Linked DNA regions of Mus musculus: all the other regions are linked to region 1. A link is a contact called in public Hi-C, HiCAR-type and HiChIP or PLAC-seq data. All regions are on one chromosome and are shown on one strand. The core of a region is the stretch at or near the end of the contact, and the rest is flanking DNA. Distances in the headings are between cores, read along the strand shown. Region 1 has its middle 32 kb from the start of Gm36227. Region 2 overlaps Gm35835 (a long non-coding RNA gene). Region 3 overlaps Gm35835 (a long non-coding RNA gene). Region 4 overlaps Gm46143 (a long non-coding RNA gene). Region 5 overlaps Gm35940 (a long non-coding RNA gene).

Evidence for each region. A called contact is a pair of places that touch in the nucleus more often than the background predicts. HiCAR-type assays count read pairs that join an accessible place to other places. HiChIP or PLAC-seq counts read pairs in DNA pulled down with a chosen protein or histone mark.
Region 2: an H3K4me3 HiChIP or PLAC-seq map of embryonic forebrain shows a contact between it and region 1, with 5 times the contacts expected there. The contact joins two enhancer-like sites. A contact is called at or near these places in 3 of 15 datasets of contacts at CTCF or cohesin (the NIH/3T3 cell line and stem cell-derived epiblast-like cells), 13 of 484 Hi-C or Micro-C datasets (adipose-derived mesenchymal stem cells, brain, cortical glia and 7 more), 19 of 115 datasets of contacts at active chromatin or transcription factors (the NIH/3T3 cell line, SST interneurons, astrocytes and 14 more) and 1 of 9 other capture datasets (embryonic stem cells).
Region 3: a HiCAR-type map of fibro-adipogenic progenitors shows a contact between it and region 1, with 4 times the contacts expected there. The contact joins two enhancer-like sites. A contact is called at or near these places in 3 of 15 datasets of contacts at CTCF or cohesin (the NIH/3T3 cell line and stem cell-derived epiblast-like cells), 18 of 484 Hi-C or Micro-C datasets (3T3-L1-derived adipocytes, the F1.1 cell line, adipose-derived mesenchymal stem cells and 11 more), 17 of 115 datasets of contacts at active chromatin or transcription factors (the NIH/3T3 cell line, SST interneurons, craniofacial prominence and 13 more) and 1 of 9 other capture datasets (embryonic stem cells).
Region 4: a contact with region 1 is called in an H3K27ac HiChIP or PLAC-seq map of the NIH/3T3 cell line, with 3 times the contacts expected there. The contact joins two enhancer-like sites. A contact is called at or near these places in 1 of 15 datasets of contacts at CTCF or cohesin (the NIH/3T3 cell line), 10 of 484 Hi-C or Micro-C datasets (the HL-1 cell line, cerebellar granule neurons, cerebellum and 5 more), 17 of 115 datasets of contacts at active chromatin or transcription factors (the NIH/3T3 cell line, craniofacial prominence, embryonic basal ganglia and 12 more) and 1 of 9 other capture datasets (embryonic stem cells).
Region 5: a contact with region 1 is called in a Hi-C map of embryonic fibroblasts, with 6 times the contacts expected there. The contact joins two enhancer-like sites. A contact is called at or near these places in 1 of 15 datasets of contacts at CTCF or cohesin (embryonic stem cells), 36 of 484 Hi-C or Micro-C datasets (the 3T3-L1 cell line, 3T3-L1-derived adipocytes, the C2C12 cell line and 20 more), 20 of 115 datasets of contacts at active chromatin or transcription factors (the NIH/3T3 cell line, astrocytes, cardiomyocytes and 16 more) and 1 of 9 other capture datasets (embryonic stem cells).

What each region holds. Positions count from the first base shown.
Region 1 is chr9:41,949,033-41,953,088 of GRCm38.p6, reverse strand. No RefSeq gene overlaps it. Among named protein-coding and RNA genes, the nearest start is that of Gm36227, 32 kb to the right of the region's middle. RefSeq lists an enhancer at 1-3,949. Within about 2 kb of position 2,023, at least 231 of the 459 cell types and tissues checked have an H3K27ac peak or open chromatin away from gene starts, as enhancers often do. A contact at or near this core is called in the C2C12 cell line, the HL-1 cell line, the NIH/3T3 cell line and 25 more, where this site is marked.
Region 2 is chr9:41,695,848-41,699,903 of GRCm38.p6, reverse strand. The region is part of intron 2 of Gm35835 (a long non-coding RNA gene); the gene reads left to right. Among named protein-coding and RNA genes, the nearest start is that of Gm35835, 40 kb to the left of the region's middle. Within about 2 kb of position 1,678, at least 53 of the 459 cell types and tissues checked have an H3K27ac peak or open chromatin away from gene starts, as enhancers often do. A contact at or near this core is called in astrocytes, brain, cortical glia and 9 more, where this site is marked.
Region 3 is chr9:41,713,253-41,717,308 of GRCm38.p6, reverse strand. The region is part of intron 2 of Gm35835 (a long non-coding RNA gene); the gene reads left to right. Among named protein-coding and RNA genes, the nearest start is that of Gm35835, 22 kb to the left of the region's middle. Within about 2 kb of position 1,913, at least 8 of the 459 cell types and tissues checked have an H3K27ac peak or open chromatin away from gene starts, as enhancers often do. A contact at or near this core is called in fibro-adipogenic progenitors and pancreatic cancer cells, where this site is marked.
Region 4 is chr9:41,763,724-41,767,779 of GRCm38.p6, reverse strand. Gm46143 (a long non-coding RNA gene) reads right to left here. Exons shown (of 2, transcript XR_001779341.1): 2 at 2,635-3,550. Among named protein-coding and RNA genes, the nearest start is that of Gm46143, 5.4 kb to the right of the region's middle. Within about 2 kb of position 2,034, at least 95 of the 459 cell types and tissues checked have an H3K27ac peak or open chromatin away from gene starts, as enhancers often do. A contact at or near this core is called in the NIH/3T3 cell line, craniofacial prominence, embryonic basal ganglia and 10 more, where this site is marked.
Region 5 is chr9:41,806,967-41,811,022 of GRCm38.p6, reverse strand. All of the region lies in intron 1 of Gm35940 (a long non-coding RNA gene), which reads right to left. Among named protein-coding and RNA genes, the nearest start is that of Gm35940, 3.4 kb to the right of the region's middle. Within about 2 kb of position 1,987, at least 60 of the 459 cell types and tissues checked have an H3K27ac peak or open chromatin away from gene starts, as enhancers often do. A contact at or near this core is called in the C2C12 cell line, the HL-1 cell line, the NIH/3T3 cell line and 7 more, where this site is marked.

The DNA.
Region 1 (4,056 bases), core at 774-3,273:
AAGAAAAGGGGATGGGAGGGCCTAGAGAGCAGAAAGGAAATTTGAGACAGTGAGCGTACGGTTTCCTCTTTGGAACACAAAGACAATCCATCAAAACTCTCCATACTAGACTGATATTAAGCCAGGCTAAAAGGAAGTTTCATGTTCTGACATTTTTACGGCCTGGAACAAGAAATGAATTGGAAAGAGGCCCCTGACAATGGGGGTGGGGGGAGATGGGGTGGTCGTAGAGAACCGGAGCCAAGCGCTGCTGGGGACAGGTGAGTCTGTAGGGACTCAGAAGGTTAGCTTGGGCCCTAGTAATCTAAGAACTCACTCGGTACCATGGAAACAGATATGGTCAGTGGGGACATAGCTCCTGTCAGGCTCTGTGGAGGACAGACAGGCTTGCTTCTTAGAAAATGTGTTTAGCTGTAAAAAAAATGAAGAGTCTTTTTCTGAAATCCCTTAGATCATAGACAGGTTCCTGACCCATATAAAGGACAAGCTTTCTATATTTATTTGAAGACGGATAGGAAAGGATGCAGCTCCGATAGACAGAGCCTCAGTTTCCTTTTTAACCCTGTCGGTTTGTAGGTTAGAGGACACAGTCAGACTGTACAGACAGACAGACAGACTTTGGGGAATGTTGCCCCAGAGCTGAGGATGTGCCCACCAGCCCAGCCCGGTCAAGGGACACAGGAGCCCCTGGCAAGCCTGCATCTTTTGACCAGTGTTTTGCTCTTTCTATTAACCCCTTGTCACCTGTGGAAAGCAGGTACGTAGGAGCACATACAGTTACCCAGTAACACCTAAGAACCTCCATCTGGTAAGGAAAAGACAACTGAGACTGGAGCCTGGGTCTTGGATCACGGCTGACCTGGAGTGACAGGAGGCAAATGATGGTCCCTTGACACCATGTTCCCAGAAAGGCTGAGAATGGCTTATCTGTAAGGGCTGGAGGCTAGGGCAGAAGCAGGCTGGGGGAAGGAATTCCTCACTGAGACCAAAGGTGGATTCTACATCCCTCCCTAGTCTGTACTCTTCTCCCTGCCTCTGAGGTCCTAGCTGTCATTGTGTGTAACGCTGACACGCACACGTTTTCCTCTGACGTATTTGTACACATATATACTTCTTGCAAACACTTGTGCGGAGTGTTAGGCACTTGGCAGGCAAGCAATGAATAACTTGGGGAAGACTGAACAAAACGCTAAGGTTGTATGTCATGGCTGTCAGTGAGGTCCCTGTTCAGAGCTGGGATCCACCACTGGCTTTTTGAGGGTGGACGAGTTACACAGAAAGGGATGGACAAGCTCTGCCTGACGACAGTAGTATCTCTGAACTCTGGAGCATTCTCAGACCTACTGCACAACCATAGCAGGAAAGAGAGCTGGTTGGTGGGAGTGCAGGGCGGGAGCTGGGAAGTGGTTTCTTTGTTCTGGGAGATTTCAGCCGGCACGAACCGCAAATTTTACTGTCTGCACACCAAGAGCCCCTCCCCTCCCCCTTACCGCCTTCCTTTCCAACCTGAGAATTCATTCGCTGCCACCCTCGGTCTCTTCCTCTGCCCCAGAGCAGTCACCAGGGAAAGATCTCTTTGTTGAGAACACCCCGAGACAACTCAGAGTTGCAGAGTTCCCAGGGCACTGCCAGGGTTGCCCTCCGAGGAGAGTGGTCTCCCGGGCACAGACCCCCACCTGTTGATCTCTCCTTTCCCCGGGGGTGAGCGGCAACTTGCATTGTGCCGGGATCTCACGCGTTTCCCCGGCAGGCTCGGCAGATGGCGCTCATGAGCAAAGCCACCACGGTCCCTTCCCTGCCCCTCCCCACCGTCGGGGCCTCGCTGGGCTAAAGCAAAAACAGATGTTTTCATCATTTTTGGATCTGGCACGTGACTTGCAGTTCAGCAATGTGCCGACAGAACCCAGAGTTGTGTGTTTCCTTCATCTCCCGCAAAATAAAACAATCTTCCTTAAATGAGCGTTCCTCTAAGTGAGCCTGCGACACACGATCTCTTTAGCACAAGGGGTTGTTTGCTTAATGGAACTCCAACTGCGAGTGCCCTGCTAGCCAGTCTTGGGTCTATAATTGGGAAGAGGTCCTTTTTCAGAGAAGACAGTGAGCGGCCAGACTGGCTATCTTTACCTTAAGGGCTGGGGACAGGCGCTAGCGTTTTAAAAATAGCCCTGGTCTGGCTGGCGAGGAACCTGCCTTGCGTGGGTGCATAGGGGTCGCGAACAAAACAGGAAGGCCGAGGCGGCGCGCCCTGTTCCCCGCGCCCACGGCAGGTGGCAGCATTGGCCCGAGCTGGCCTCTGCCACTGGCCAAGCCCAAAGAGGGCCCTTTTACTTTCGGTGGCCTCAAAATTATTAGTTCCAGATGAATTCTTGCGATTGTAATATTTGGTTTAACCCAATCGGCCCGATTGCGTCAGCGTACGCTCACACTCAGCCGTCTGAAGTCTAACCAGACATCAGAGGCTTGTTTCAGGAGTGTCAACATTCCTCATCCTTTGAAAGAATTAAAACAAAAAAACGCAAACGCTGATTTATCCCCAAAGGAAAGGGGGGCTGAACAGACGTGCAGCTAGGGTGACCAGAGGGAGTGAACGTGGAGATTCAGGCGGGAGTCAACAGTTGAACCTTGACGAAGCCTGCTTGGGGAGAATTGGAGTTCTTTGTCGATCTAGGACGGACCTCTGGGTTTTATGAAGGTTGGGGCGAATAAGCTGAACTGGTTTGTGAGACAAGAGGCCTGGAGTCATGTAGACTGCTATTGCCAGGCACAGAACACGCTGAGCCTCTGTTTAACCCTTGGCCTGGCTGCTCCTTCCAGGGCCAGACACAGCCTCCTAACAGCTGTGGGGGATTTCTGAATCTCCCTTAAGGATGCAAGCTGTGTTTCCTGAGGATAGCAGCCCACACCCCAGAGGACCTCTTGAAAAGATGAGGCCTCCAGCAGACCTTGCTGAGTGGACCCGCTGGAATGATCATATGTCTTGTAAACAGCCCTTTGCGTGTCACACACCAGGCAGGGATGCTTGGGGACCCATTCTAGTAGTCTCGGGTTTTACAGGTGTTATCCTATGAGATTAAAAGACTGCACGCTGAGTGCAGGGGCACTGATAGTTAAATCTGGCCACAAGACACACAGTTCCACCCACGAGAGCAGAAAGGGTGCCCTGCCTCCCTTGGCTGAGCTGGAATGACTTGTCCTCGGAAAAGAAGGTCTGGTCTTTACTGTGCGGTCCCCATCCATGCATTTTTTTTTCCAATCTGTCTTCAAACTCTTCAAGTAATGTGGTCAAGGAAGCTAGGGAGATTTCTGCTAGCTAATTTCAGGGAGCTTGCCGGCTTTCAAGCAGGTCTCTGGCTCAACTCGGTGCTGATCAAAAGCCAGCACCCATCTGGCAGATGCCTCAGGTCCTGCCCTTGGAGAGCTAGCTGGTGGTGGCTGACTGGGGTCGGAGTCTGCCAGGCAGGCTGGCTGTGCGGCCATCTTGTCCTTCCCTTTTCTCTGCCCAGTGGTGGTTGAGCTCAGTGAATCAAGCATGGAAATAAAAATGGTGGGTGAACACCTCCAGACTGTTTTGAGGTCTTGGTGTCCTGGATATTCCTTTCTCTCTGAAAAATACATGCCTCTGCATGGTAAGACTGTATGGTGCTCCACCTGGGCTGAGCCGGGGGCAGGGGAGTGAACTAAGCTGGAGAAGCAGGCGTATTGACAACAGGACTCCTTGGGATGGTGGAAGAATTCCAGTGTTCTTGGGACTCACTGACTTGATTTTCTTCTGAGAATCAGCTTTTGAACATCTGACTGTGCAGAGGTTTTCAGTTCTGACTGCTTACGATCAGTTTGAACCATTGAGCCCTCCATTTCTGAGCATCAGAAGTTCAGTTGGAGGTCAGCTTGGGCTCCAATGGACCCTATCAATGTGGGAAGGAAGGATTCTCACACAAAGCTGCTTGCATCACAGTGAAAAGGGAATGGGTTAAAAACCCACAGCTGTATCGCTACTAGGTGGTTGGAATATACAGCCAGATTATCTGTCTGTCTGTCTGTCTGTCTATCTATCTA
Region 2 (4,056 bases), core at 429-2,928, 250 kb after region 1:
ACCTGCACGCTTCTAGGCCATTGTATACAGTCTGACTCTGAGTATCACCTCTCATATGGAAAGGGAACTTGGTCTGGTTGTCTATCGTAAAGAGTGTTGTTAGGCTCATCTGCAATGGCACACCAAAGCTATGATCATGATTGTTGATCAGGTAAGACACCTCTGACATTCACCCAGAACAATATTATCTGTCCCTGACCTCCGAGACTGATCTCCTCAGTTGTGAGAGTATGTGATTGATTTATTATTTCCACTGTTACATGAGAAATAATGCTCCCCCTTTTAATTTGCTCAGATTGCGGTCATTGGAGGGACTAGTGAGCCGGTGGCAATGACATCTTCACAGTGAAATCCCTATTGATAGTTCTCCATCGATCTCTCTTTCCACATCCATCACAGTTGCTTTAAAGTTCCTGAAAATTGACCAATACTCCCTACCTGACAGTTCCCCTTACCCATAATTCATTTCTTTCAGTGTCCGTGTCTTGAAGCAGTCAGTGAAGGCTTATCGCTATAGCTATCTACCTTTGTCTGTACACATATATGCACACAGTACCTGCCTCCATGGCATACCAAACCTTCTGGAAATAATGCACAATTAATTCTCTTGGCTGCACTTCAAACAAGCTCAAAAGGGATATTTTCCCTGTTTTCTGGATGAAAGGCAGAGGCCCATTCGTTCATGGGAAGAGCACTACAAGGATTTACACTGACTTTTCTGGCAGCCCAGGCCTTGCACACGTTATACAGCAGTCTTCTTTACTCCCCTGTGGAAGAATTAAACACATCTCCTTCTACTTTCTACATTGGACTGTGGAAAGTGGCAGATCTGTGCTAAATGACCCTGTGGATTGAGGGGGACTAGAGTCTTAATCTTTTGCCGATCTCTGGCTTACACTTTCTGAAGCTGGCTTGTTTGACTAGTAAATCAACTCTGTGTCGATCCAGTTCCCTGCATTTAGGCCATGATTACTCCCCAGCCACAAGAGAAGGAACCTGGTGCTCGGCAAGTCTATCATCTACCTCTCAGGCATGGTGCTAGACCGTAAGAATAAATTCAAAGAGCTCAGGGAAAGAGAGTGTGCCTGCAACCTGCTCTCAGCCCAATAGTCGAAGGTAGATGATTAGATGTCATTAGAAGAGCCTCTCTAAGCCCCGGGACATAATTAACAGAATGGTGACCACCTGCTGTCAGGTGCCAGCATTGGGGGTAATTAGTAAGCCCAGTACCTAAGGATCACAAGGTCTAAGAAAGGAAAGAAGCAGAGAGAAAGACAGAGAGAGAGAGAGAGAGAGAGAGAGAGAGAGAGAGAGAGAGAGAGAGAGAGAGAGAGAGAGAGAGAACACATTCAAAAAGGCAGAGTGAAATCCCAGAAGAATCTGAGAGTTTAGAACAGCAATCTGGAAGAAATCAATCGGGTCCTTTAGGAGCTGCTGATGTCACAGCAGCTAAGCCAGCGAAGTGTCACTGAACCTGAGCACCTAGGGATGTTGGCTGACCTACTCACAGCCCAAAGCCACTGTCACTGTGCAGCAGGGTCTGTCGTTTAGCATCTTACAAATAAAGGAAAGGAAAGCAATCGATATGCAACATGACGAAAGCCTGGGAGAGCCAAACCCGGTTGGCAGGTCACAGGCCCGAGAGAGGCGAGAGAGACAAAAAGGGCCTGGAGATGTCAGCCTCAGATTTCTCAAGCCACACAAAGGCTGTTGGCTTTCAATACACACTGCTTGCCTCTGTTCATGGGAGAAAGGGGAACAAGGTGGTCAGTGTTAAAGGAAAGAGGGGGACAAGCGCCTGACGACAGTCTTGGAGCTGAATTTAAAAACATCAAATTAGAGGCATGTGCGCTGAAATGAGGCTCCGCTGCCTGGGAACGCACCTCCCTAAACAAATGCAGCAATTACGACGGCTGGTGCTTTGGCTCCCGGGTAGCACATTGAACACTGATGGGGGCCAGCGAGCCCACTCATTTCCCAAATCGCCCCTTTCACAACATCTCCACGGGAAAGTTAGGCCTGTCAGCTCGCTGCTTTGATGGCCACTAATACGACATCGCTCCAGGAGGACAAAGCTTAGTGTATGTTTCGACACTGTTCACTTAGCATGTTCCGCAGCCAGCAAGAGTTCCTAGCAGAAATCTCTCTGTCTTTTATCTTTAACATTTTAAAGGCTCAAATCAACTTACTAATATTACGAACCTAGACTTCATAATAGTATGTACACACACACACACACACACACACACACACACACAGATGCTCCTAAGAATTGTACCAAATGGTGGCCCTGCATCCATACATAGCAGTCTAGATTTTCTCTGAAATTCAGAACCAACTGACCCAAGCACTCACTCACAGGGCCCTGGAGTTGATACTGTAGCTACCAGGCTACATTCTTGACTTCCTCCCTAACATGGAGTTCCCATAAACTCTGTTGTTGTTGTTGTCTTGTTTCTGGATCTCTGGGTTTCTTTTAACATCCAGCTCCTAGGACCCCTGAGTTGGCCTTACTCCTACCCTGCTCTCACTCCATGTCTCCTGCCTTGTCTTATCTTCCTAGTCAAGGCTTCCAACTGCTTTTTGTAAGCAGTCATTGTTCAGGGTCTTGGTGTGACCTGAATATATTAGGAAGGTGGCAGGAGATCAGGGAAGGAGAAAAGAAAGAAAAACAGCAGAGCAGAAAATGCTCTGTGTGCAAGGTCTTTCCCAACAGAAAGCAGTTTCCTCAGGAGTTAACAGTGATGGAGTTTGTTGGGTGGGTTTTAATGTGTTCTGTCCTGAGCTTCTTGTTTCAAAAGACTTCACAACCAACATAAGTGAGGCTACTGTAATACAGTGCTAGCAAAAAATGGAGGCTATTACATAAATATGAAAGAGTAGGGGTTCCTAATAATTACCCTAATATTTGTTCCTTTCAGTAACAGACTTTGCCCTGAATAGAGTTGGGTGGTAGCCCCAGCCTCATTACTAACAAAGTTCCCAGCCTCATCTATCACAAAAAATACTTTCATACTCAAATCAAAGAAACATGTAACTGCCAAGTCATCAGAGATACAGGGACAAGGACTGTGGGTTAAAGGTCAGAGGGCTAGGAGCTGTGAAGAAAAAAAATAATCACAACATACCCAAGAGAAGTAAACTGATTCAAAAGTATGTAAGAACAAGTAAGTTTCTGCTACCTTCCAGTGGGCCCAATGTGAGCAGACACCTTGTGCTTCCAATATCATGCATCCCCTACACTAGATTCTCTACACTGTAACCTTAAATAAACTGTCATTCCCTCAAAAGAAAGTGTGAGCTGGGGTTTAAAAGTGGGGCTCAGTCTCTTGTGAGGCTATGCCAGGGCCTAGCAAACACAGAAGTGGATGCTCACAGTCAGCTATTGGATGGATCACAGGGCCCCCAGTGGAGGAGCTAGAGAAAGTACCCAGGAGCTAAAGGTATCTGCAACCCTATAGGTGGAACAACAATATGAACTAACCAGTACCCCCGGAGCTCTTGTCTCTAGCTGCATATGTATCAGAAGATGGCCTAGTCGGCCATCAGTGGAAAGAGAGGCCCATTAGTCGTGCAAACTTTATATGCCTCAGTACAGGTGAATGCCAGGGCCAAGAAGTGGGAGTGGGTGGGTAGTTGAGTGGGGGGCTATGGGGGACTTTTGGGATAGCATTGGAAATGTAAATGAAGGATATACCTAATTAAAAAAAAGTGGGGCTCAGTGGTTAAGAGCACTTGTACCACATGGTTTCTACCACCGGCATGGTGGCTCACAACCATCTGGAACTCTAGTCCTGGGACATCTGATGTCCTCTTCTGAACTCCATAGGCATCTACACACAAGAACCCATGTAATACATATTTTTAAAACAGTACTAAAGGAAGTGAATAACAGTAAAAACACTAAAAGACTAATGCTTTGACAAAAATGGAGTGAAGGGATTACATCTTACCAACAAGAACCACAAACCCTCTTTCCAGTGGAGAGGTGTGCCATGATGAAGAATTGGAAGATTGCAATGAGTTGATCTCCATAGACTGCGTTGCAGATTGCGC
Region 3 (4,056 bases), core at 664-3,163, 240 kb after region 1:
AAAACTTCAACTCAAAGAAGTTGAATGAAAAACAAAGTGATGTAAGTTATAAGTACGAAAGAACCACAGGTCTGTCTAACTCAAAAATCACACCATTGTCAATGGTGCTTGCTGATTGGCTTTCCCCCAAAGTTAAAAAAAAAGTATATTTAACTGATTAATAATCTTATGCTGGAATGGATTCCATACCATAATCATAGTAAAGGCTTACTCACTAGAGAATGTTCTATGAACAAGAGTAACACCAGAAACTCACCAGTCATAGGGCACGGCTTCTAGATAACTTTCCAAGTTTCTTTCTTAAATTTTTTTGATGTCTGCAGATGAATAAATGTTCACTTGTTCATGCTTAGGGCAGCTTGTAGGCTTAACATTCTTTAATCTATAGTATTTTCTTCTATGTTAGGTGTTGAAATTCTCCCAAAGGCTTGTGTGTTAGAGGCTTGTTCCCCACGATAGCATACTAGAAAAAGGAGGAAAACTCTTAAGGGAGGTCTTTAGGTCATTGCGTGTGTTCCAAAAGGTGGTTGTCGGATCCCAGAGCCTGCCTTTATAGTGATGAGGTACTAACACCAACTCCCCTAAGAGATGGTGACTTGGTTAGAATAAACCAGACTAGTTGCTATAACAAATACACCCCAGTCCCTAGTGATTTCAACCATAAACAGTTGTTTTGCCTGTGTTAATTCACATTAGCTGCGGTTGCTCTGGCATATTTCCAGTTATTCATTGTGAGGCTTAGACTTCTTTTCTTTATGGCTCTACCCTTACCGGGTCCTGGAGTCTTCTTCAATTAGTATTGTCATTCATCAGAAAAAAAGTGATGATATGAAAGACTTTCTGCTATTCTTCAGTTTCTGAGACAGGGTCTCAAACTCATTGTGTAGCCAAGGCTAACCTTGAATTCTTGGTGAACTTACCTCTATCTCCTGATATAGGAGTATAGTGGAAGAATTCTGAGGCTTGTCTACTATGTTTATCATGTTAAAAATTTCCTGGAAAATAAAAGCACTTTGGGGAGAAAGGGCATATTTAGCTTATAAGGCCAAGTTAAAATCTATTATAACTTGAAGTGCACAGTCACATCTACAGTCAAGATCAGAGAGAAAGAATGAATGTATGGCTACTGCTCACCTCATGATCCCTACTTTTGTTCAATCCCAGACCCAAAACCAGGAATAGTACTACCTACAGTGAGGTTGAATCTTCCCACATCAATTAACATAATCAGCACAATCTTCCACAGATGTGCCCACAGGTCAACTTGATCTCCGCAATCCCAGAAGGTTCTAGATTGTGTCAAGTTGACAATTAAAACTAACCATTATAGGTTGGCTGTCTCTTCTGATCATGTTTAATTGGTTGTAGATGGAGTCTCACAGTTGCAAATAAAGAAGATTGGGAAATGTAGTTCAGGGCCAGAAACAGGACAATGCAGTCTGCAAACCCAACAGTCTTTTAGACAGCTTGAGATCAGATCTCACTTTTCTTACTGTGAGTAGATACCAGGCTGTTCAGAATCTATCATGTCATTTTCATCTCAAAACTTCCCTAGCACAACCACTGAGAGGTCCCTGTCTCTACAACTGGATTCTTGACTGTGTCCGTTTTAAGGAGTCTTCAGTATTTTCTTAGCTTCTCTTTCTCTCACGAGGTGGCCTGTAATGACCATAGGCCTGTTTGTAATGACTCACTTTTGATGATGTAAGCAGAGAGGGAATGATGGGGTGTTTTTTGCAAATATAAATTGTAAAAAGACTATTGATCCATGTGGGGAGAATTCTTTTCCTTTCCTTTTTTTGATTCACTTGCTTTGAAAGGAGCCAGCTGTGATGTCATGAGCCACCCTAGGGAGTTGACAGACAGTTGCTATGGTGTGAAGACATCTAGGAAGCCAACAAGGAAGTTCTGTGAAGCTTTCTAGCCAGTGTGTGGCTGAGCTTGGAAGTGGACTGCCTCCCAAGTGAGTTTGTAGATAACTGCAAGCCCAGCCAACAACTTGACTTTAATCCTCAAACACACCCCAATCCTGAGTCAAGTAAACTGCTCCTGGATTTCAGAACCACAGGATCTGTGAAATGCTAAAGCATTTCCGGTTCTAGTCCTCTGGATTGGTAATAATTTATTGCAGAGAAATAGATTAGTGAGGTAAAGTATTTTCTTTTATGTTCTAACTCCTTTGCTGTCATGGGAATCTTTGGACTTTCCACTATGAGCATTTAGAGATTAGCAAATTGTCCTATAGCATTTCTCAGCATGCCCCTCAGAGCTGGCATTCAGTGTTGGCTATGGGCTCAGCAACTGTGTGCTCAGTTCCTGGAAGCATGTGTAAGTACAGCAGCCAGATGCACATAGAACCTGTTTCTCTTCCTTCTGCATAGACTCATCCTTAGAGAAGAGAGGTGCTGGCTTTTGCCACTGGGTAGGTGTGTCCTCTGGGATGTCACTGCATTCTTACAGAACAGCATGCTTTTCTACTTTTTGCACCTATGTCCCCCTTGACACCATAAAGCCTACTTCATTCATCCTATTCAAGTAAATGACAGAGACAATAAATCCATCCTGGTTTCAGACTCTGTAGACGGAAGAAAGCTGACAGTTTTCCTCTTGTATCCTATGTGCAAGCAATTTCTATCAGTTATCACATTTAGAGCATGTGCCATTATGCAAGGGTCATATTCATTGTGTCTATTTTATTTTATTTATTTTAAAAGATGGTGCATTGACTTGAATGATAAATGTCCCACATAGGCATGGGTATTTAAACACTTGATCTCCAGTTTGTGGCACTACTTGAGGATGCTTAAGTAGTGCAGCCTAGCTGGAGGAAGTACGTCACTGGGGGTGGACTTTGAGATTAAAAGCCTCATTCTACTTCCCGTTAGTTTTCTTGCCTTGTGTTTGAAATAAAAGATGTGATCTCTAAGCTTCCTGTTCCTTCTGCCATGCCTGTTACTTGATGACACGGCTCCCACCGTAATGGACTCAGCCTTCTGGCGCAGGAAGCAAAGATAAACTCTACCATAAGTCACTTTTCATCTTATCACAGCAATAGAAAAGTAACTAGAATAGATGGGGAAAGGAGGAGAACTGGAGCTGGGTAGAGTTTTATGGCAGATTGGTGACTCCAAACTCCAAGTTCTATAGAATATAAACTCTCCCAGACTGATGAGCCTTGAGGCTCCTTTATTCCTTGGCAAGAGGGGTCTTATATACTTTAGAAGAGACATAATCTGTTAATTACAACCAAATGGGAGTGTCTGTGGGGCAGAACATAGCCTTCCGCAAACCCATTAGTAGCACACTTGTTTATTTTGGGGTGTTTTTTTGTTTTGTTTTGTTTTTGTGTGCATGTGTTTATTTTATTTTGTCTTTCAGTGCTTGTACAGTCATTTTTTTTCCTAAATAGCTGTTTTTAAGTCTCTGAGTGTTTTTCTCAGGGAAGAGATTTCAAGGTAGATTCCTGTTAGCTTACAGTAGTACATTGATTTCTTGGCCTTATTTTGTGACTGGAGAGTCATCCCTTCTTCAAGTCACATAGCCCTGGGTTGTACTCTTCCTCCTAAAGGCTGCATGATGGGCTGATAAGGAGATTCAAATGGGGTCATCTATGGAATCATATACTTCATTCCATTCCTTAAACTCGGGCATGGCCTTTCCAAATGCTACTGAAGCCTTTAGCTTAACCCAGTGTGGCTGGGTGCACACTCTCTTTTTGCCCTGCCATTAGTAGAGACACATATAAGTCCACGTCAGCAGGAAAGTATTCCGTGGAGCGGTTTGTCAAGAGCTTTACCTCACAGGCTCAGGGATGGATTCACTGGATCCTCATTCTGAGACGCAAGGCTGAACTTTTGTCAAACACCTCCTACTTGGGGTCACGTTCGTGCAACCTAATTCTAACCTTTCCCAGCAGGCTTTGCATTTTAGATTTTGTATTTTAATCTTCTATTTCATCTTATGCATATGCATGTTTTGCCTTCATGTGTGTCTCTGCACGACACATGTGTGATGACCATAGAGGCCAGAGAAAAGCATTAGAGCTCTAGGAACTAG
Region 4 (4,056 bases), core at 785-3,284, 190 kb after region 1:
CTTTCCTAACTTAACCTCTCTTTGCTCTGCTCATCCCAGAACATGACTCGTTTCGACCTTTATTTAGCTTCTCAGACCTGGCTGCTCGTTAACTATTACTTACCTCATCTACTTTAAACAACGAGCTTGTGAACGTGTTCTTCTTATGCTTCCTGAAGGATAAAACTGAAGCTCACTGGGTCTGAGCCTGCCCAGGGTTGACCAGCTTTAAGCCCCAGTCTGGCTAAGCAGCAGCAGTTCTGTCTCCCAAAACCTCCCATCACCTGCATTGGCTTCTTCTTGCCTCTCTAAGCAAATCCTCTAACTTGGTTCATAGTTTATAGTGACCAACAACTCATCTTGTCTGGAGTTGTCAGTGAGCTCTTGTGCTCCTTTTCTCATGCACTGGTCTCTGCTGTTTGTTACCCTGAAGTCTGCAAGGACAGAACACGTGTGCTCTGTGTGCTCTAGTGATCCCTGGGAAGCACTCTCATACATCGGAAGGGACACCAAACCTGAATGCTCACAATATGAGAGTCCACTCGGGGCTTCATTTCTTATCTGTGTGGCCTTTGACTGAGCCTACTTTTCTTTACTTGATTGAGAGAGAGAGAGAGAGAGAGAGAGAGAGAGAGAGAGAGAGAGAGAAAGAGAGAGAGAGAGAGAGCTATAAAGCTTACCATAGTGACACATGCCTAAGAGCACCAGTACTTTCAAGGCAGATGCAGGAGAAGGAAGTATTCAGGACCTTCCTTGGCAACATAGCAACTTTGAGCCAGCCTGGGCTACCTGAAATGTTTTTTGCTTTTTTTTTTTCTTTCTCCACACACAATAGATATAACACCTATTAAACTTGCTAGGTGAGGCACTATAGAGACATTCCCAGCCACCTTTCAAACCCCCTCACAGAGCATGTCACTCTCAGGAAGTGTTAAGTCACGTGTGCTGATTTCTGAGCCTGGGAGAATGGTGTCCTGGGAGACTAGTACTTCATGTCCCAGCAAAGCAGCCTCAGCACAGCCTGGTGTTCTGGCCTGAGTTCCTGCTGGGTGGTGAGAGCCAATCAGCAAAAGCCTCGAGCTGTTCCTCCCCTGAACAATGGAAACGTGGAATGGTGTGACTGGCCAGGTGCCAGGCAGCTGTTCTGTGAGTCCTTGGAGGATAGCAATGGTCTCACATTGCAGAGAGGGATTTAGTTAAACCTGAAGAAGTATTTCCTGAGTATAGGCACCACGAGAGGTTGGAATGTAAGGTTAAGAAAGGCTTGAATGCCTTTCTTTGGGAATAGTGAAAAAAGAAGAAGGGGGAAAAGCTCCCCCAATCCATCTATGTGAGTGCTGTGCTGCCAAGAGGCAGAAAGATGGATTTGTTCCTTTGAGAGCAAGGAGTTGTCAGTATTGAGAAACAGGGTCTGCTTCTTCTCTCCCCTCACCTTTCATAATAGAGAACTCTTCAGTGCTCCCACAGAGCACCACAAGCCTCACCTGCTCTGATAACTGACCACACCATGCTTCTCCCCTCCCTCCCCAAACATCTGCTTCAGCTCTTTATCAGCATCACTTAACTGTACTGAGTGTGTAGCCTCCAGTGTGTTCAGGAAATGGGGTTCCCTGAAGCAAGAGACCAACCTCAATTAAAGCTTCAGGTGTCCAAACAGACCGTGGAATACACCACGAAATGTCACCTGAACTGCCTTCCCTCTGTGAGCAAGCAGCACTTACTGTGGGTTTTTCTTTGTGACTACATTCCCCAGAATTCTGTCTGCTCCTCCACAGCAAATGCATCCTTATTGGCTTTGTGAGTTAAGGATATGCAAAACCTTGTACTTCATTGTCTTACTCCTGCCAACAGAATACGTGCAGGTAAAAGTCACTGGTAAATCCCCCAGATGAAAGATAAATGAAGCTTTTGAGAGGTACAGTATTGGCGAGGCCTGGATCCACAAAATCGTTAACCTTTAGAATTGTGGAAGTCGTCAACCCAATGGTAAAGGGTGTGGCTTTCTACAAACATTGTGGTGAGCACCTTGGCGGAATTTCCAGCCCCACACAATCTCTCACAAATGACCTCACTCATCCAAGTGTTTTCAATCCTCTTAGCATCCTACAGACACACTTGGTCCTGGCCTGCTAAGAACAAAGTGCCGATGCCTCGGTTCAAGCTCAAACACTGTGTTTTCGAGGCTTGATCTTTATCTACTTCAAGGTCAAGACTATTTAACTGTGGGTTTATTTCATGGAACTGTACCATTTGCTGATTTCTTCCCAAGAGATCTTTGGAGTATTTCCTGGGCCTTTGGATCTATGAACAGCATGCTCGAACTAGAGGCCAAGAATCTGGTTTTTGTTTTTGTTTTTGTTTTTTGTTTTGTTTGTTTGTTTGTTTACAGCAAATGAAACTAAAAGTGCTTTAGATTTTAGATTCAAAAAACAGTTGGAGATATACCCATATATATATATGTGTGTGTGTGTGTGGTTGTGTGTATGGTATGTGTGTGTTTGTGTGTGTATGTGTGTCTGTCTCTGTGTGTGTGTGTTTAGATATAGATATATTTGGGACAGCAACCATGTCTAGACATGCAGTCATTTGCGTGTAATTTGTGTGTGAGGCCTGTTGTTGATGTTGCTGTAATAAAACACCACGACCAAAAGGGACTTATGAAAGATAGAGTTTATTTTGACTACAGTTTCAGAGGGGGAGTCCATAATGGTGGGGGAGGCATGGAAGCTGACAACGGGAGCAGCAAGTCCAGAGATCACTCCTGCAAAGACCAAACCCAAAGTAGAGAATGAAGCAGAACTTGGGCAAAGCTATAAAACTCTTAAAGCACCCCATCTCCTCCAGTGATCTTCCTCAAGTCAGTGCCACCTCCAAAGGTTCTATAACCTCCCCAAGCAGTGCCACCAACTGGGCAGTAAATGCTCGAATTCTTGAGCCTGCGGAGATCATTTCCTGGGCAAATGACCACAAGCTCTATGTGACTTTTAAATTAGCATCTTCAGAACCTCCACCATGACCTGCCATCCCCACTCCTTCCAAGGGAAGGGGTGGGAAGAGAGGTTGAACTCCCAATACTTTAAGATTTGGGAGACCTCTTGCCTTTTCTCTTCATCAAGGAGCCAAGTGTTGGTTTGACCACTGTCTCTATCTGCTGGTTCTTTTCCCACTAGGCTCTGTTATCAACAGCTCATCCAAAGCAAAATTGCCACCAATTGGAGTGGGAACATTCCATCTGTGTTCAAATCATCTCCTCTCCCCGGGTGCCGTGCTCTGTGCATGGAACATGCAGGATATCTAAGAAATGACAGATTCTGTTGTCACAGTCCCAGAACCACAGGAGCAGGAGATCAGTAGAAAGTCACAACCAACCCCTGTTGTTCACTGGAAAAAACTACAAAAGCCTCACATGAGGGAGACATCAAATAAAGTAACTTAATTATTAATTAGCTAATTTGTTCAAAAAATATTAATGTTCTTACCATGTAGACAGCTCCGTGGCACCCCTTGAGCCACAGTAGGAGAATCTGTCCTCAAGGCCCGTACAGAGGCATTGCACACATCTCCTGGAAAGCTGAAATGCAAAATCCCCAAGCCTAACTCTGTGCACATAGTGACTGCCTTGGGAATTTAAAAGGGGGAAAGGTCCCTGGAAATGGGGGTGGCCATGAAGAGTTTCACAGAGTGCCGAGAATAGAAAGGATCCAACTTGGAGAGGAGGGGACACTCCTGAGCTAGGAGGGAAGCAGGCACAGTTGGAAAACACAAGGTTGTGGGCAGCTCTAATCAGCCCAGAGGTGGTACAGGGCTGGGGTGAGAGCGTCACACAGAGGGTTCAGATATCCTCACACAGGCAAGAGCTTCCTAGTAGAAACTCTGCAGGGGAAACAGATTTCAAGCATTTCCCATTCCCCCTTTCTTTCTTTCACTCTCACCCCCATTTTCTTTCATTTCACTTATTTATTTTAAAGTTCTGATGAGTTATGGTTAAGCTTCACATGATTAGAAACATTATGTACATTCCATTCGGGCATGAGCTGCAGGGTATATGTGAAACCCATTTTCTTTGATCCCATTTCA
Region 5 (4,056 bases), core at 738-3,237, 140 kb after region 1:
CAAAGGTCGCAGGTGCGGGACCCTGAGACTTAGACACAGAAGTGCTTGCTGTCTTACTGGTCCCTCCACATGAAGATGAAAGAATTATCCTGTCAGTAGAGTGTGATGGTCAGAAAAATGCGTTCTCTTAATTAATTAATGACACTGGCTCTGTCCGAATCAATCTGTGGGAGATGGAATGCATCTCTGAGGTGAAGCATTATGGCTTTATGTGGAAGCAGACAAGCAGGGCGAGAGATTTTAAATACTGTCCATCCCCAGCATTAAGTGCCCCAGTTCTGATGAGAATCTGGTTTTCCAGACTGTTACTTCATCCCAGGTATTTGTTCCACTTCATCAATATATAACTATAATGTAGATTATATATACACACATATATATATACACACATATATACATATATATGTGTGTGTGTGTATATACATAAATATATATTTAAAGTGTAGCATTTATTGCCTTAAAAGGCTGAGGGAGACATGGCAAATAGTAAAGTGGTTCAACGTTGATAAACCGGATTGGCATGACTATATAACCCAAGGAAGAATTTAAATCTTCTAATCTCTAAGTTTCCCCTTCCATATAATGGTGAAATTAAGGGTATAGTCAGTTTATGTACATAAAAGTCATGCCAGTGTGGCACAATTGTCTCTTTCAACACCTTAGTTGTTGCTTTGTGTGTGTGCAGAGTGTAGTGATGGAAGGCGGCTTGATGCTTCACACACTTGATCTAAGGTCCTACATGTTTATCATCTCCTAATTAGAATCCTCAAGAAGTCACTACATGCATTAAAAACAAAAAACAAAACAGAACAAAACAACTGGTTGTCCAATCATTCTCGGCTTGCTCCTACAGAACATTCAAAAAGGTCTGAAGGTTATGAGGCCATTGACAGGCAGAGCAAAGGAGAAAGGACTGTTTCAGAGCGACCGTGGTTTATCTTGATCTCCGACAGTCTGAACACAGTGTAGAAAGTGAGAGGGTCCATCTGCCTGATTGAGTTCATTAGACAGAAGCCCCATTTCCCTCATTTGGGCAAAGTTCTAGCACTGGGTCTCCAGGCTCGACCTGAACTTTAAGGCAATTAGGCTTTTGGCTGCCTGTCTTCTTGTCCGGGCTATGTTCTTATGCCAGCCCTTAGGAGGCTGCATGTTTCACTCTTCCCTGTGTCTGCAGCTATTCCAACAGTCCAGCAGCCAAATCTTGGCTGTCTATGTCAAAAGTTCTCATTGCATTCCCTTCCAGGCCCACAGGTTTTCATGCTATGGAAAGTATATAAGCCGCCTTGTTCCTGCCTTTCTCGCTCTCCTGCTTTACTGATGAATTGTAACACAGCTCCATTTCTCCCTTCTTCATGGGTTTTCTCTTCTCAGTAGGGCAGGGGAAAACTTTCTTTAAAAGCAACTCCTGGAACATCTCAATCCTTTGGTTCTGCTTGGATCAGAGTAGCCAGTCATTTCCCCATGGTCCTTGGTGGTTTGGTGGTTCTGGCACCGCTTGGGATGATGGAATCTCACTCGGAAATGCTTGCTATGAGGCGTGGCTCAAGCCACTTTCTCTTTCTTCCAGCCAACAGCAAAGCAGCCTGCATTCCTGTGACATTGCTGTGTTTGGGACAGATCCTTTGAAAAGGAAGTGTCCCAACTGGATTTATAGCCATGTTCCTTCTCCATATGTTTATCAACCAAGTTCTTGTGTCCCTCTTGCTCTGCGGGGAGTCTTGAGGCTCCTTTACATCAATGTTTTACATTCTTTCCTGTTTTTCCCCACTCACTCTGAATCCTTAGAGCCCATCCTTTCTTAAGTAGCTCTTCTGTGTCTAGAATCCTGCTTTTCACTATCCTGGCTTTCCATCCCTTCCACGAACTCTTAGCATGGTACCATGGTGCCCTGGAAGGAACATTGAGTGGGTGGCTACATAACTGTGTGACCTCGGGCATGCTACACCACTGCTTTGGGTCTTTGCCTTTTTCTTCTAAACACATGGACTGAATCAAATTATGTTTAAGGGGCCCTTCCTGCTGGGGAAGCATGCTGTGAAGTGTGGGGACTTTCAAAAGCCCTGGAATGCATTGCTCAGCGGAAAATTAGTTGAATCAGTTTGTGGTAGTCTATGATAACAATTCTGGTGACCCTGATCTTCTGACCCAATAGGCTGACTTCTTCCTTCAGTATTCTTCTTAATGCTATCTTAAGATAGACTTTGTGAGTTTCCCAGCTTCATGTGTTACCATTTCTGGCTCTTTCTTATTGATCAGTTCATCACTGGCCACTGAACACAAGTTTTGAAAGTCTTTCATAGTCTGCTTTCTCTTCAGATCTTATAAATCTTTCATTTAAACAAAGTTTTTTTTTCATTCATTCACTCATCCATTTGTTCTCCATTGTACTAGACACTGTCTACAGCTCAGGGAATTGATGCTCAAAGAAATTTAATTTTATTGTTTAAATACTGTTTAGAAAGGACAGCTTTTATCTGCATGTGTCAGTATTGTTTTTAAAACTGTCTTTCAGTTCATTGTATTGGTTTAGAGAGCAAATAAAAAATAAACAAACAAAACCCAGAACTTATTAAAAAAAAGATTTATTCAATTTGGGAGTAAGTATTTCAGGCTGGCTGCAGGTTCCCATGGAAATATTTTGATTCAAATCACTGGATCTGAATCAAACATTAGGGCTTCACTTGGAAACATGGGCCTCACTTAAATCTTCATTGTTACACCTTAAGAATGTCACTTTTTAACATTGCTATAATGACAGATGGGCTGAGTAGGTGTGTGATTCTTACAGTAAGAAAATTAAGGCAGGCACTGCTCAGGAAGATTTTTCTTTGGCTTCTTTATAGTGATTCAGTGAGAAGTAGGCATGAAAAATTACATTGAAGGTAAAACCTCAATATTATGGTCTTCTTTCTTAGTGCTCTATTGCTGTGAAAAGACAGGATGGCCATGGGCATTCATATATGCACATGTATACACACATGCACACACACACACACACACTTAACTGAAATTACAGTTCAGAGGTTTCATCCATTATCATGGTAGAAGCATGACAGCACACAGGTATTCATGGTGCTGGAAATGAAGCTATGAACTTCACGTGTGGATCCACAGGCAGCAGGAAGACAGAGCAACTAGGCCCATCTCCAGTGACACACTTCCTTCAATTAGGCCACACCTCCTAATCCTTTCAAATAGTGCCACTCCTTGATGTCTACACGTTCAAATATAAGATCTTCAAACCCGTCTCTTCAAACCACCACATCAGGCCTTTAGCTTCTTAAAACATGGGTGTAGCTGAATGTGGGGATCAGAAAATTTTAGCAGTGATGTACGGCTCTCAAGCACATAACCATCAAAATTAATTTAAAACCAACCCTATGGTGAACCTGAGGTGTTTCTTGCAGAGTTTGCCTGTACTGTATCACATGACTTCACTGCAGACTTGGTCCTAAACACACAACGTATTCACTTTGCACACAATGTCATACTTGCACAGGGTGTCACACCACCGAGCACCAGCGACGGCTGCCTGCAGTACCTCTTCCATATTTGAGGCTATTGCATGCTATGCACTGCAGAGTTTTTGATACTCAAGCAACATTTTCTGATCTTATGGAAACATGATGAATTAATTCATGCAAATAAAGATTTTTAATGTTTCTTGAGCATTGTTTCTCACCATGTTTGTATCAAGTTTGTGTATCCCTGGATTGTACTGTGTGAATGTTTGGTTTTTGAGTTGCTGCCTTCAGTCTCATAAAAAGTTACCCAATGGATTTTGGCTTGGGATTTGGATATTTGCCAGCAGTTTCTGAAATACTCCTAAATTTATTTCTGCTTTAGTCTATATGTTTTTGTGAAGCAGATTTTCAGCATTGATAATCATAAAGTCAAAATATAGATCAACTCTGAAAAACATTGAAGATGCTGAACATCCCATAGTATCAACTATTCGAGCATGATTTAACTGTTTATATAAAAATAAAGAGACACATTTATATCATCAGTTTTCTTCCATCTTTAATAATGCTACAATTATGTGGATAACAAAGA